2 separate regions of the Mus musculus genome follow, and region 2 is linked to region 1. A link is a contact called in public HiChIP or PLAC-seq data. All regions are on one chromosome and are shown on one strand. Each heading gives the region's core, a stretch centred on a gene start, on an enhancer-like site or on the middle of the called end of the contact. The rest is flanking DNA. Distances are from core to core; before and after follow the strand shown.

What was found. HiChIP or PLAC-seq counts read pairs in DNA pulled down with a chosen protein or histone mark.
Region 2: a contact with region 1 is called in an H3K27ac HiChIP or PLAC-seq map of embryonic fibroblasts, with 17 read pairs. The contact joins two enhancer-like sites. A contact is called at or near these places in 9 of 39 promoter capture datasets (the HPC-7 cell line, embryonic stem cells, frontonasal cranial neural crest and 5 more), 12 of 484 Hi-C or Micro-C datasets (the C2C12 cell line, the G1E-ER4 cell line, beige adipocytes and 6 more), 8 of 115 datasets of contacts at active chromatin or transcription factors (bone marrow-derived dendritic cells, differentiating embryonic stem cells, embryonic fibroblasts and 4 more) and 1 of 9 other capture datasets (embryonic stem cells).

The regions. Positions count from the first base shown.
Region 1 is chr10:24,391,270-24,397,986 of GRCm38.p6, forward strand. All of the region lies in intron 3 of Gm15270 (predicted gene 15270), which reads right to left. Among named protein-coding and RNA genes, the nearest start is that of Gm40615, 66 kb to the right of the region's middle. Within about 2 kb of position 4,927, at least 66 of the 459 cell types and tissues checked have an H3K27ac peak or open chromatin away from gene starts, as enhancers often do. A contact at or near this core is called in embryonic fibroblasts and uterus, where this site is marked.
Region 2 is chr10:24,566,434-24,574,000 of GRCm38.p6, forward strand. All of the region lies in intron 3 of Gm15270 (predicted gene 15270), which reads right to left. It overlaps Gm36089 (a long non-coding RNA gene), which reads left to right. Exons shown (of 4, transcript XR_871524.2): 4 at 2,919-3,462. It also overlaps the pseudogene Gm6893. Among named protein-coding and RNA genes, the nearest start is that of Gm36089, 17 kb to the left of the region's middle. Within about 2 kb of position 6,253, at least 22 of the 459 cell types and tissues checked have an H3K27ac peak or open chromatin away from gene starts, as enhancers often do. A contact at or near this core is called in embryonic fibroblasts and uterus, where this site is marked.

The DNA of each region.
Region 1 (6,717 bases), core at 3,677-6,176:
ATGCATGCCTGCAATCGCAGTGTGGGGTAGGCAGCTACAGGAGACCCTGAGAGAGTGCCTGGCCAGAAAGCCTAGCCTACTCAACAAGCTTCAGGTCTTTGTGAAAGATACTGTCTCAAAACGGTGAGGTAGGCTCCTGGAGAATGACAGCTGAGGTTGGCCTCTGCCCTCCACACGTGTGCATGTAAACACAGGCGGCCCACACAAAGCAGTTAAGCACTACAATGTACAAGATGGTCCTTTTCTAGTAAGCCATGCCTGCAGATAGGGATCTGCCGCTTGTGGATCTGCTTCTCCACTTTCGGTTACTACTGTCTTAAAGTCAGAGAGGTTAAACGGGAGCAGGAAGACTGGCTGATGGAGTCTGTGGCTGCATTCGTATTCCTGAACCCCAAGGCAGATTATCTGGTATGTGTGAGGGTTTTATACAAGGCATCACCCTAGATCCGGCTCACTCCTTTATTAAGTACCCGGTTTGCTGATAGACAGTTGGTCTCATTCTCCACAGACGTATGTGGTTCTAGCTACTCAGTGACCATTACCACTCTAGTATCTTTCTTAATGGTTTTGATCTTGATTTACATGTGGCTTTTCCTCCACTGTGCTAGGCAGATTCTAAATCAGGACACACTTCTGACGAATCATTTGGAAAATGCCCTTCATTTTGTCAAAGGTTTAGTCTGGGCTTTTGCCGTCTTATTACTACCAACATTTCTCTAGAATCCAACTTTAAAAAAAAATGAAACTTACAACATAGCAATTATCCTTGAAATATTAAAAAAGGGAAAAAAAATCCAAAACCCAAGAATGTGATTATGAGTTGTTCTAGCCATGAGTATTCACGACTCCAACCCCCACAAAAGACAAGCTTTTATGAGTGTACAGTTTGTGCTGTATGCTCTGACAGTTCATGCTCTCATGTCCCAAAAATGTACTTTTTAAAGTTGGATAAGTAATTAAAAGTCACCCAATGACTAAGGCTGTCTTATGTCTGATTTCCACTGGGTGGCTGCATGACTTCTGGAAACATGTGACCCAGACCAAAAAAGGGCAGAAGTCTAGCAGCTGTCGATCCTACCCAGACGCTTGGGTGATTGGACTCCCTCTTCTGCTGATCATCCCTGCACCCTATTTTCCACTCTGCTGTCCAGCTGACTATTTTATACTTTACCACACTTCACTTTTACATATATGTGGGGTGGTTTTGACAGTGGCACCTTGATAAGACTTTAAGATAATAACATGAAGTTAATATATTACAAATATATAAAGATACAATGGGCATCTAGATGTTCAGTACCATGCCCAGCGAGGACCTCAGCAAGCACAGTGCCTGCTGCACACACGGGAGGGCCTGATTTCAGATCCCAGCTTCTGCAGAAACGCTGGACATGGTGGTGTGTCCCTGTATGTCTAGTACAAGGTGAGCAGAGGCTGGCAGATATGGGGGCGTGGTGGGGGGTGATGCACTGGCCAGACTGGCTAGCTGAAACAGCCTGCTCCAGGTTTAGCCACAGACCCAGTTTAAAATATAGACAGACAGACAGACAGACAGACAGACAGACAGATAGTGATAAAGGAATCTACCTAGTGTCAACCATTGGTCTCTGCACATGTACCTAAGGGAAAGTGCACACGTGTGCGCGTGCGTGCGCGCTCCCTGCCCCCCCCCCCCCCCACACACACACATGCACACACTCTTAATTTGTCTCCAGAGACAATTTCTTCCTTAGTCCCTGGCAATTCATCCAAGCCAGCGAGTTCTGAACAAAACTCTCTTTTAAAAGCCACATTAATGCGAAATTCAATGGGAAAGCAAATGGCCAAGTTGTGTTGGTGATGCCATTACTTGAAACTAGGCAATATCACCATGTATCCATTTTCATCTTTCCAGAAGAATTTAAGTGAAATAGCATGCTGTTTGTAAAAAGCAGGCAACCCATAGGCCTTAGACACACATAACCAAACAGTCTTCAACAGGGACACACATGACCAGTCTTCAACAGGGACACACATGACCAGTCTTCAACAGGGGCAGGTGTGGATGGAGGAATCCTTATAACCGATTAGCTAAACTTCTCTATAATCTGATTTTTTTTTAAATTTCTAGAAGCTTCTTTCCTATGACTCTTTTCCTGTGCCAGTGTATAGACAGCAAGTGCCAATATCTCAGTCAAGCAAGTAAGAGGTATAAAACAAAGGTGCCGATACTCGTAGCAGGCGCCCATGGTTAAACAGAACTGTCAGGCATTTAGACTTATTGAAGTCAACTTCCTGTTTATACTGGGAATGAATCATGACCCCTGGATAGGGTCTGTTTACTCTCTCTCAAGGATCAATTTTTCACTAGCAAATATAAAGACATGATTTATATTTAATCCCACATTCTAAGCAAGCTTTTTTATTTACAAAATAAATATGGACTGAGATTATAATATTCTAGCCTCCACATGTTTTAACAAAACATGAGAACTACAGTTGATGAGGGAACATGACAACCTAAAAAACAGAATACACAATAAGTATGAAAAAGTTTCCTAAGACCGATATAAAAGGCAATTGTTATTTAATTAACTTTACAGAGTTCACATTCAAAGATTTACAAGTAATAACCTCATATAAGCACCGAAGTGAAGACTGGTGTTTCTTAAACTACTTTAGTTGAACGGACCTACAAAATCTCTGACCAATCATACTGACACCCAAGAAAATAAAAGACTCAGGGTATCATCTCTGAAGCTTCATGGTCTAGACTCAGTCCCCGAGCCCCAAGCACACTCAGGAAATCTTAATGCAGACGTTTTGACTGCTCACCCTCCTTTGTGTCAACATTGTCCTGTGGCAGGCCATTTTCATAAGCAGATCATGCTACAAAGGTCACTCTTTCACCTCTGGAAAGATTATATCCATAGACATTGTGTTAGATTCTATTCAGAGAGACACTGTCATGTGGGTCAAAAGCCCAGTGGCCTGCAGCAATAAAGTCCACAGCCATTATAAATGCTAAAGTTCTTAGGCTCTTCAGGACAATGTAGACTTGTTTGGAGTGTAAACTGTCTAATGCAGTTAAAGTAGAAGATATTTTATATTTTTATTATACATAATCACTATATTTCAATATGCTTAAGGGTTATACAATAGTCATTTACTACATAGGATAAAAATGATCAATCAAGTATATAACATGATTATTTTTCCAAGAGCCAATTGAGTGTCATTATCTGAAAATCACTGTCATAGATGGAGGTGACTTGTCGAACTGAAGACTAGCAAACATAATGGTTTTTCCTAATAGGGAAACAGGAAGCCTTTTGGGTCATACAGAATAGCTCTTCATCTGAACTTAGAAGTCAAAGTTCATATGCAAATAATTACATATGAAACAAGACTAGGTAAAAATTGAGATTATTAGAAAGAAACAGAAACAAAAATCTCTGAAAGTAGAGACAGTCTAGTCAAGCAAGAAGAGAAGAAGAAAGAGGAGAGGGGAGCAGATGGGGAGGACGAGGATAAGGAGGGTCTGGACTGAAGATGGAGGAGGGCAGGATCGCACTCCAGTGCTCTGTGAGAGAACTGCCTCGTTCATTTTGGAGGCTGGAATGTTTTACTAATGCATTTGTTTTCATATGCTTTAATCACATGGTGGTTAAGTTTCTACATAAATTGTTATTTGTAAATCTTGTTTTGCATTAATAGTTTGATACCTATAGTTGTTACATCTTTGCTTTTTGAGAGAAGTGTTTAGATTTTTAGGATTTGTAAAACTAGTGATTTTAAAATACTAAATAACTAAGCAAGAAGAAGGCCCTGGGAATGAAGCTAAGCTGGGCTTCTGATCTGACTTGCATTGTCTTGGGGTTCATCTTTATCTTCACAGCAAACTCTGGTGGTGCGTGGCCACCGTGCCAGCACTGGGGCTGCACATGATAGAGGCAGTAGATCAGGAGTTCTACATCATCATCAGTTACAAGGGGAGTTCGAGGCTACCCTTGGCAACCAGAGACTTTCATCTTGAAAAAATCAAAAGGAAAGAAAAAGACATTTAAAGGAAACCAACATTAAAATACCTTGTATTTTATGCTGGTATTTTCTATCCTCCTTTGTATAATTTCTACCAGTATAATGGACCCCCTAGGATTCTCTCCTATAACTAAAATTCTAGCGATGGTTTTTAGAGTTAGTTGTTATGCTATATATCCAACCTCTGTAGTATTGATAGAACCTAGTGGGGAAACCCCCACCCAAAACCCTTCATCCTATCACTGAAGGGTCTTAGGCAAGCAAATCTCTGTGAGCACAAGGCCAACATAGTCTACAGAGTGAGTTCCAGGCTATATGGACCTATGTAGTGGGACACTATCTCAAAAATAAGAAAGATTTTCATTACATTCTTCATTCTTAAAAAATTTAGATATAATAATCTAAATTTCAGATAGGCAGAGAATGGATATATATTATGAATAATTGAACATACAATATAAAATATTCATAGATTAAAATATAGATATTTATGACAATAATAAAGATTTCATAAACAGTCAATATGTTTTATTGTGTTAATATTAGCATACATTGAAAAAAAGATTGATTGTAAGGTTTTTATCTATTTTGATTCTTTGGGGAATTTTGGTGTGGTTGTTTGTTTGTTTGTTTGTTTGTTTGTTTTTGTTTTCTACTTACCAGTACTTTCTAAACTAGGAATTCAACACTTTAACTAGTAGAACAAAATAAAAACAAGAAGCATAGGTTAATATGTTCTGTGGAATATATAGGTATATTGGTTCTAATCTCCTAGATCTACCCTTCTGATAAGTAGAGTTAATCGGTTTCCTTGGATGAAAAGGCTTGCAGGCTGAGCACATTGGTAAGACTCGTGGCTCCAATTTGATGTAAGCCTTGTATTTAAGGTGAATCATCTCTCTGTGACTCCCCCGGATGTCTCCAGCTGCCTGCCCCCTTGCTTTCTTTGTGCGGTAAGTCAGAGGACAGTATGTACTGTACCTGGGCGGGACAACTTTATTATTTGTTAGAATTTTTCCTAGTGCTAGGTCATTTTGGGCAGGACTCCCTTGCCAACTAGAAAAAGACAGAAGGAAATAATGTCTTCTACAATGGGTGGCATTTGCAAGTTCCACATGACAGTGTTATTTTAACTCAGCGAGAGCAGGGTTTGGCGGTGGCAGCCACATCTACCCTTGGAGTGTGTCGCTGGAGAGAGACAGGTATTACTGAAGCCGCAAGCAAACTGTGCAATTAGGGTTAGGCAAAGGGATTAAGTAATCCAGCAACAGTCACAGTTATATAACAGGCAGATGCTGGCTGGGGAGCAGAGCCGTAACTGAATACTATAGCGGGAACTGCAAGTGTGGCTGCTGCCAAGGGTCACTGGCTGCTTCCATTAGGAGCTTAGTCTGTAGCCAGTTTATAACCCAGACAGTTTAATTCACATCAGGCTGCAACGTGGTATTCAAATCAGGAGCCGAGAGGAGCCTTTTTTTTTTTTTTTTTTTTTTTTTTTTTTTCAACCACAGAACAAATTTATCTAGAAAGGGCTAGAGATTTCAAATCACTTGGGTTTAAAAACCAAGATTCGGGTATACACAATAAGTGTAACGTATAGGATACCATATAGTTATATAGAAGAAGACCCAGATCTAGATTTTCCTGAGCTCCAGATTTAAGGAGGAGAAAAAGGAGGAACGGAGGAAGAAAAAGGAGGAAGAGGAAAAGCAAGGAAGAGGAGGAGGAGGAAGACGAGGAAGAAAAAGGAGTTGTTTCTCTGGACTTAGTAAACTTGTTTTTAATGTACAGAGGAGCAAGAAGACCATTAAGAACTCTGGACTCAGCACTGGGGACCCCTCTTCACCCTGAAGTGACTTGCCCAGGGAATTGTGGAATATTAGGTGGTACTGAAGGCACTGTGCCTCTGGGCTTCCCTGTGTGATTACCTTGGGTTTTAACATTCTTTCCCCCTCTTGTCTATCACTTGTTCATTCAATGAGTTCATTCATGAGCCCAGTGGGAATTATCGCTAAAACATTAACATGCGGGGCCTGAGCCTACTGCCTTTGCATGGCTCTCCAATGAGTCATAAACCAAACTGGAAAAGAAGGAAGGCTTTTGAAGCCAAGTCATGTCTCTATAAAACCACAACTGTTTGCAAAGTGAGTTCAATCAGTCAACCAAACCACCATTTTATCACCTTAATATCTGAAGAAAACTATTGTAGTGGGTTCTTTCTGAATGGTTAAAAATAAAGGTGTCCAGTTAATATTTGATAAAGTGAAAGGTTTTATATAGGCGGAGTTGATGGCATTTATTGATGTATTATATTCAGTTGGCAGGAACTCTGAAATGTATCCAGCCCTCTACTTCATGCACAGTTGTCCGGAAACTCAGGAAAAGCATCCTGCATCAATCAGACCATGGTTCGTTTGTCTCAGAGTGTCCTGCTCTCCTGGATCTGAAAGAATATCCCTCCTGGATAAAGAACAAGATTTTATAAAGTTCGAGATTTAGTTCTGGACCTGCAGACAGAACCTCCTCCTGCGATAATCTCTTAGACATCCCTAAATTCATTTCTTACAGTCCGGTCCGTTTCCTTGACTGAGTTTGAAATCCCTCTGAGTAGAGGGGCACACCCTGCTTCTTGGACTCTTCAATGTATCATACTGGGAACTGAGAAGTGATGTTTTTCTTCTGTCTTACATTCAGTAA
Region 2 (7,567 bases), core at 5,003-7,502, 180 kb after region 1:
GGACAGGGTTGTGAGCAGTACTTGGGTCATGGGACCCCATGCTGGAATGGTGCTATTGCTCTGCAGGCCCATGCCAGGCAGTTCCAGCCATCTGCAGGACCGCAGGGCTGGAGTGGCAGGAACAGACCTTTCTGTCCTCCTCGGACAATGGTATGGTGACTGTTGACAGATTAGGTGTGAGCACAGTATGTGAAGAAAACTCTTCCAGATGTTCTTATTAAAATCCTTTTTTTAAAGGTTCATTATTTTATGTGAAGGGATATTTTGGCTGCATATATGTCTTTACCACACGTATGTCTGTTGACCATGGAAGCCAGAAACCCATCAGATCCTCTGGAACTGGAGTTACAGATCGTTGTATGGCCATGTGAGTGCTGGGAACTGAACCTGGGTCCTCTGGAAGAGCAGCCGGCATGCTTAACCACTGAGCCATCTCTCGAGCCTTCCTATTAAATTCTTAAATGCTCAGAGCCATGGAAGATTGAAAAATTCTAAATTAAAAAAAAAATCAAACAAAACAAAACCAACAGCAAGGAGAGTAGAAGTTGTCAAAAACAGGACCGCTCTTATAGTCACTGACTGCTCTCTTTATCTCCAGGTTCATCTTAGCGTTCAAAAGAATTAAAGATGTGAAGCAGAGACATTAGACTTGTGGTAGGGATAGAAACTTCTGGTAATAGCTTTTGGTGACATCAATCACCGTGAGAAGAGTCCTGGACAGCTGGAGAAGACAATGAATGGGGGGATGACAGTTTCTAGAGGTAACACCGTATCGTCAAGAATTTTGCAGCAGTCTTTCAAGACACAATGGCGCCCAATCACACAGTTCTTCCCAGTGTGGACATAAGAACCAATCTGGAAGGATGGACCATGTAGAGACTGCCTTATCCAGGGATCCACCCTATAATCAGCATCCAAACGCTGACACCATTGCATACACTAGCAAGATTTTATCGAAAGGACCCAGATGTAGCTGTCTCTTGTGAGACTATGCCGGGGCCTAGCAAACACAGAAGTGGATGCCCACAGTCAGCTAATGGATGGATCACAGGGCTCCCAATGGAGGAGCTAGAGAAAGTACCCAAGGAGCTAAAGGGATCTGCAACCCTATAGGTGGAACAACATTTTGAACTAACCAGTACCCCGGAGCTCTTGACTCTAGCTGCATATGTATCAAAAGATGGCCTAGTCGGCCATCACTGGAAAGAGAGGCCCATTGGACACACAAACTTTATATGCCCCAGAACAGGGGAACGCCAGGGCCAAAAAGGGGGGGTGGGCGGGTAGGGGAGTGGGGGTGGGTGGGTATGGAGGACTTTTGGTATAGCATTGGAAATGTAAATGAGCTAAATACCTAATAAAAATGGAAAGAAAAAAAAAAAAGAACCAATCTGGGCAGCCTTGACCACACAGTCTTCCTCAATAAAGACACGATCCCCAATATGCAGGGGAAAGAATACAACACCTTTGCTGAATTGTTTTGAACAGCAGCCTTACGACACTACGGCTTTTCACAACACAGTGACGTCCAACTCCTACGTTTGCCAGGTCTCCTTGGATGATACAGTCATTCATTATAATGGTCTTGCCATTGAGAACAATGTTCTGGCTTCCACACAAACCAGACTGGAGACTAACTTTGTTCCCAGACACTGTCTCTATGTACTCGGAGTTGTTACACAGCAGTTCTCCCAACTCCATCACTGTCTCCTCTCTGAACCTCAGGATCCTGTCAGTCACTTGGGCTGACCTGGCCTCTTCTAAGTAGGAATTGTGCTAAAATCCTGAACTTAGACTTACTGTAAGAAGCCAGAAGTTCAGACACTCAAGCAAAGTTGGTCCAAACCTCTCAGGTTGGAAATATAACAAAATGAGGGTTATTTTTTCCAAGATATGACATGGCTTTTTTCCTGCTTTTACCTAACATGGAAATGGAATGGGCACAATACCCCTGTGGCATGTCACAGCTTCTACTTTTGGTTGGAAAACACCAACCGGTGACCATGAATATGACAAATCGAAAGAAAAAACTTAGAGTCCAGAGACATTCCAAGCTGAGGAAGGGAGTTGATGGGAACTCAATTTCCTAACCTGACCACCAGCTAACCATAGCTTGGATGCCCAGTGGCCTCTGAGTCAGTAACTCCTCATTCCAAAATAACACAAAAACATTTTGGACTAGAAGATCATTGCTAAGTATATTATTAATAATATTTCCAGAAAAAGTAAGGATAACTCCTTTGTGTATAAAGTGGTCCTCATGCAAATCCCTTTATCTAGGATAATCTGGAATGAGGCAGCGTGGGCAGTTTGCTCCCAGATCGGCTACAGCAGTTTTCATCAACTTCATTTAGAAACCGAGGACAAAAGTCAGAGCTAGCTTCAACAGAGTTGGTAACTCTTGACAGGAATTTGGAATTGTTAAGGGAAGGAAACACACTGAGTTTTCCCAAGCGTTTATAAATTGTGAACAGGAAGAGTATTTTAAATTTTGTGAAAGGCTATTTAATGGTGTCTCCAACTTAATTTCTTAAAAGAAAGTCCTTAAAAATGTTGTTTTGTACCCATAGTGGAACCCCCATCCTCACACTTACCAAAGACTCTAGCACTGATATTTGCTGTTTTTTAATTTCTGCTTTGTTTCAATCTGAAGGTCTCCCTGCATTGTCCTAAATAACCTAGACTTGTGATCCTCCTGCCTTAGGCTCTCAAGTAACTGAGCCTACGGGCACTGTGATGGTTTGAATGACAGTGTTCCCCATAGGCTCAGCTGTTTGACTACTTGGTCCCCAATTGGCAACAATGCTTGGGAATGCTTAAGAGATGTGACCCTGCTGGAGGAAGAATGTCACTGGGTGTGAGCTTTGGGTTTCAAAAGCCACACACCATTCCAGGTTTGTTCTCTCTGCTTCCTGCAGGTAGCTCCTGATGTGAGTTCTCAGCTTGCTATTCCAGCAGCCATCTCCGTGGCCTCTGTTCCTCTCACACTGCCAGAGATAGAGAAAGGAGAGACCTGACCTGCACTGCAATAGTGAAAGGTGCCTTCAACGCCACACCTCACCCAGTTGAACTTCCAATTTGTGAAAGAAAAGGGCCTAGGGAGTGTTCTGTTGCCACGGCAAATCATCATCCCGCTGCAAAGGTGACTTGAGGGGACAGGGGTAGCAGCAGAGTTTGGCAGTGTCTTCCAACTTTCGCAAAGATGCAGGAAGGAGTAAAAGAGCTGCGGAATCTTCTCCTGCAGTTTCACAGATGTGCCAAGGCCAGGTGTGGGGCAGGCTCCTACATGGAGGCCTTGAGGGGCTATGGAATAGAATTGTGGAAATAAAGCCTGCCTTGTGTTGGAAACCCCATATTTGGAGTGTCCAGAGCTGTGGGATGTCTGCCAAAGAAAGCTGTATGCAGGAAGTGGAACCAGCCCAAGGAAGAGATGTATATTATAGGCAACAAATCTGGGAGGGAAGAGCAAGCTAAGTCCTTTTGACACTGAACATGAAACAGCAGGATTTGATGTTTGTGCTGCTTGGCTCACTCTTGTTTTGGTCCAGTAGTTTTTCACTCCCTTTCAGACTGATAATGTATATTCTGCACCACTATACACTGGAAGTATGTGACTTGCCTTTTGATTTTACAGATGGCCATAGTTAAGAGACTGTCTTGAGTCTCCAAAGAGGATTTGGACTTCCGACTTCTAAACAGTGTCGAGAGTGAAAGATTATGGGGAAAATTCTGGAGTTGGACTAAATGAAACTGTACTATGATGTGGCCACAAGCCTACACAGCTGGGGGGTGTGATGTGGTGGTTTAAATGTGAATGCTCTGCACAGGCTCAGATGCTGGCACTCTTGGTCCCCAGCTGGCAGCTTGGGTACCTTTAGGATGTATGGCTTTGCTGGAGGAAGTACACCACTAGAGGTAGGCTTTGAGGTTTCAAAAGCCACACCTTATTCCTACTTGTTTCCTCTGCTTTCTGCATGTAAGTCAGGATGTGAGCTCTCAGCTTGCTGCTCCTGTGGCCGAGCCTGCAGTCTCTGCTCCATCATCATGGACTCTAATACTCTAGAACTGCAGTACCAAACAAACCATTTCTTCTAGACGTTTCTTTGGCCATGGTGTTTTATTACAACAATAGAAAAGTAACTGTTACAGGCACACACATGGAGTATGGTAAAAACCTTCTTAACTGATAAGTTCAAACCACCAATATTCTAGGACACTGCTAATGTTTTCGTGAGATCTCTACAGAATCGATTTCTACATATTTAGTTCAGAAACAGACACAGGAACCTGTGCTCATTTTCTATTTGTCTGCATTATGAATGGATAGCAGATTACAAAATCCTACGAGTCATTAATGAAAAATATAAGAATGTCCTCACCTATAACCTAGACATATCACTTGCCCTCTTATCCATAAATACCAAAGATGATTGCACACATTGATATTCCAAAATTAGGCAGAGGAAGCAAATACTTGAGATCTGTGTTCAAGCAAGCCTTTGTAGATGAATAGATGGAACCACGCTCAGCCCAGTTGGTGACTGGTTCTAGTTCTCCCAGTGACACCAGAGTCCTTGAATGGTCACATCTCTTATATAAGATGTCACCACAGACATACTTTAAACCACATCTGCATTACTTACAATACCTAATACAAAGCGAAGGCTATGGCAGATAGTTGGACTACTGTGCAGGGAATAATGATATGTTTTTTTTCAAGTCTGAACATGTTCAGTAAAGACACTGTTTGTTTGCTTGCTTGCTTGTTTGTTTATGGTTGTGGTCAAGCAGTTAAGGATTATTTTTTTAATCAGAGAAGAAATCAAAACCAAAGTCCACTCACTAGAGAAACTCACTAGAGAGAAAAAAAAAAGGACACTCACTAGAGAAAAGTAATGGTGCCCTAAATGCAGATGTATTTTCCCTTTAGTGTTTTCTAGCCCTTACTGGTTGAGTCTGGCTGCAGTACCTATGAACATGGAAGGCCAGCTATGTAGTGACACAAAAAAACTATGTGACTTGTTGAGATGAAGAGCAGAAAGGAACAGGATAATGACATGAGACAGGACTGAGACGTAACCTTCGTGTCGCTGACCTCCTGACCCATCTCTTTGTGGATGCTTGTTAGCCAAGGAGCCAGCCAAACTGACTAATGGTATTCCTGGAAGCCAAGAAACCTGTTGGTTGGTACAATAAGCTAAAAGAGTAGGAGTGTGTGTCACTCAGAACTGGCTCACAACCTATGGATCACAACCTATGTTCCACTATGATTGTGACTGTATTTCTAGGGTAATAGAGAACCTCCAGGATGTTACGGAAGAGCCTTGGCCTTCATAGAGGGTAATTCTGGATCGTGCTTTGGATGGGCAGGGTGAATGAGGACCGCCTTCAGTTATGCTGGTGTGTTCTTCCCCTGCTGCTCCAGCCACCACCTTTTTGCCACAGCTCTCACTCTAGGCTTTATACATTAATACTCCATATGAACACTACTTCTACATTATACTCAGGGCCTGAGGCATGCTTCCTATGAAAACGTTAATCAAGCACAAATACATGTCTTACAATTTGCTTTTATGAGTAGCTTCAAATTTTAGTTGATGGGTCTTTTTTAAAAAGTAATACTGCAGCTGCTATTTGATGACAATCAAGCTTTCCTTCTTCCAGACTGTTGGCAGACTGAAAAGGCATGTGGCATGCTGTTGGGAACACATTCAATGGGTGGGAAAGCCTAGGGTAGCACTGTTGAACTTGAAGCTGAAAACTATGGCTGTGTTTGTCAGGCCTTGAACATACAGAGAAAAAAAGCTGCTGGGCCTTTTGATGAAGATTTGCCTACTGAGGTAATTCTTGGACAGGAGTCAAATTACTCAGAAGAGAAATAAGTTCATGAAGAGCCAAATAAGTACATAGAGGGTTCTCCAAATTCATCAATTATACAACAATGAGCCCCTTAGAATGAGTTATTTCCCAGAGGCAAACTATGCGTTGTTTCATCTTTATTTCCAGAGTCCCAGGCACAGTGCCTGGTGTATGGTAGGCATTCTATAAACACTCATGCAACTGGGCTGAACCACACTGCTTCATGTCCCCTGCAATGGTCCCTTTCACCAGGTAACAGCCACACTTAACCTTGGCTGCTTGGTTATACAGGAGGAGCATCTCCAACCCCCACACCCCACTCCCCAACCTGATCCACTCCCCTAATTCTTATTCTATTGCTCACTCGCCTTCTCAGCCCCACACAAGCTGTAGTTGACACTTGCAGAGCTCACTGATATAAACAATACAGACCATAAACAATAAATTCCAGGGAGGGAAGGACTGTGGACTTTTGTTTTCCAGTCATGCGGTAAATATTGTTTTTGTTGGCTCTCAGTAAATATTTGTTAAAATACTGAGGCAGGAACCCATAATTTTCATGGTTTCCTCTCATGCTAATAATATTCAGAAGGTTTTAAATAATATGAAATAAATTATCCTTCGCATACTCACATAATAATGGGAACTAGAAAAGCAAAATGTTTTGTAAGGCAAGCCATGCAGGCAGGAAACACACTTGCAAGCAGGCACACACATACACATACACACCACACACAGAAACACATATATACACAGGCACATTCAGACACACATATACACACTCAGACACACATATACCTACATACACACATACCACACACACATACACAAAATATACACAAACCAGATAGACACATACCCTCTCACATACAAACACACCACACACACACATACATACACACTCACAAACACATACACACACAAGGCATACCATACACACACATACACCATACACACATATGCGCACATGCATATCATACACTCACACACATACCACACACATATACACACAAACATATACATATCACACACCCACACACAGATATTGACATGCAAACACACACACACCGTACACTCTCTCACACACATTCATTATAGACAGAAGTTACTCTTTATCCTGGAGACCACAGAGAAATGAAAATGTCTGTGGAGAACTATACTGATTTGTAGGCATTTCAAACACTTTCTTTAAAAAGAACAGACAACCCATTAAGTTTAACCTGAGGGAGTTTGTTTTTCTTATTGCTTTTTGTTTTTGACATAAAGTTAAAAACTCAAATACCATCAACTTCCTTATGCTTGACCCAATCACTCAGTCATCCGTAAACAGTTTCTCCTTGGCGCTGCTCTCTGCAGTCTTGGAATGAGAGAAAAAAGACCCCTGTTCTGATCTGAGCTGCAGTACTGGAGAGTAAAGAACGTGGTGAATAATGAGGCTCTTTTCTGGTTACAGAGAAAGAGCAGAAACTGAGACTGGTCACATTTAATCTAATACAGGAACATTTATAGCAAGCCAGAATACAGTATCCAGTTATTCAAGTCAACAACTTAATAAGCAAAATTCCAGAAGAATGATCAAGACAGCAGGGAGATCCAAGACAGTGATTGCTCTCATTCCGAGGGCCTTGTTTATGAAGTAACCACCTTGTTACAGAGCAGACACAGCACAAAACGATGCAAGAGAGACAGCCACAGCCCCTGCTGTCAA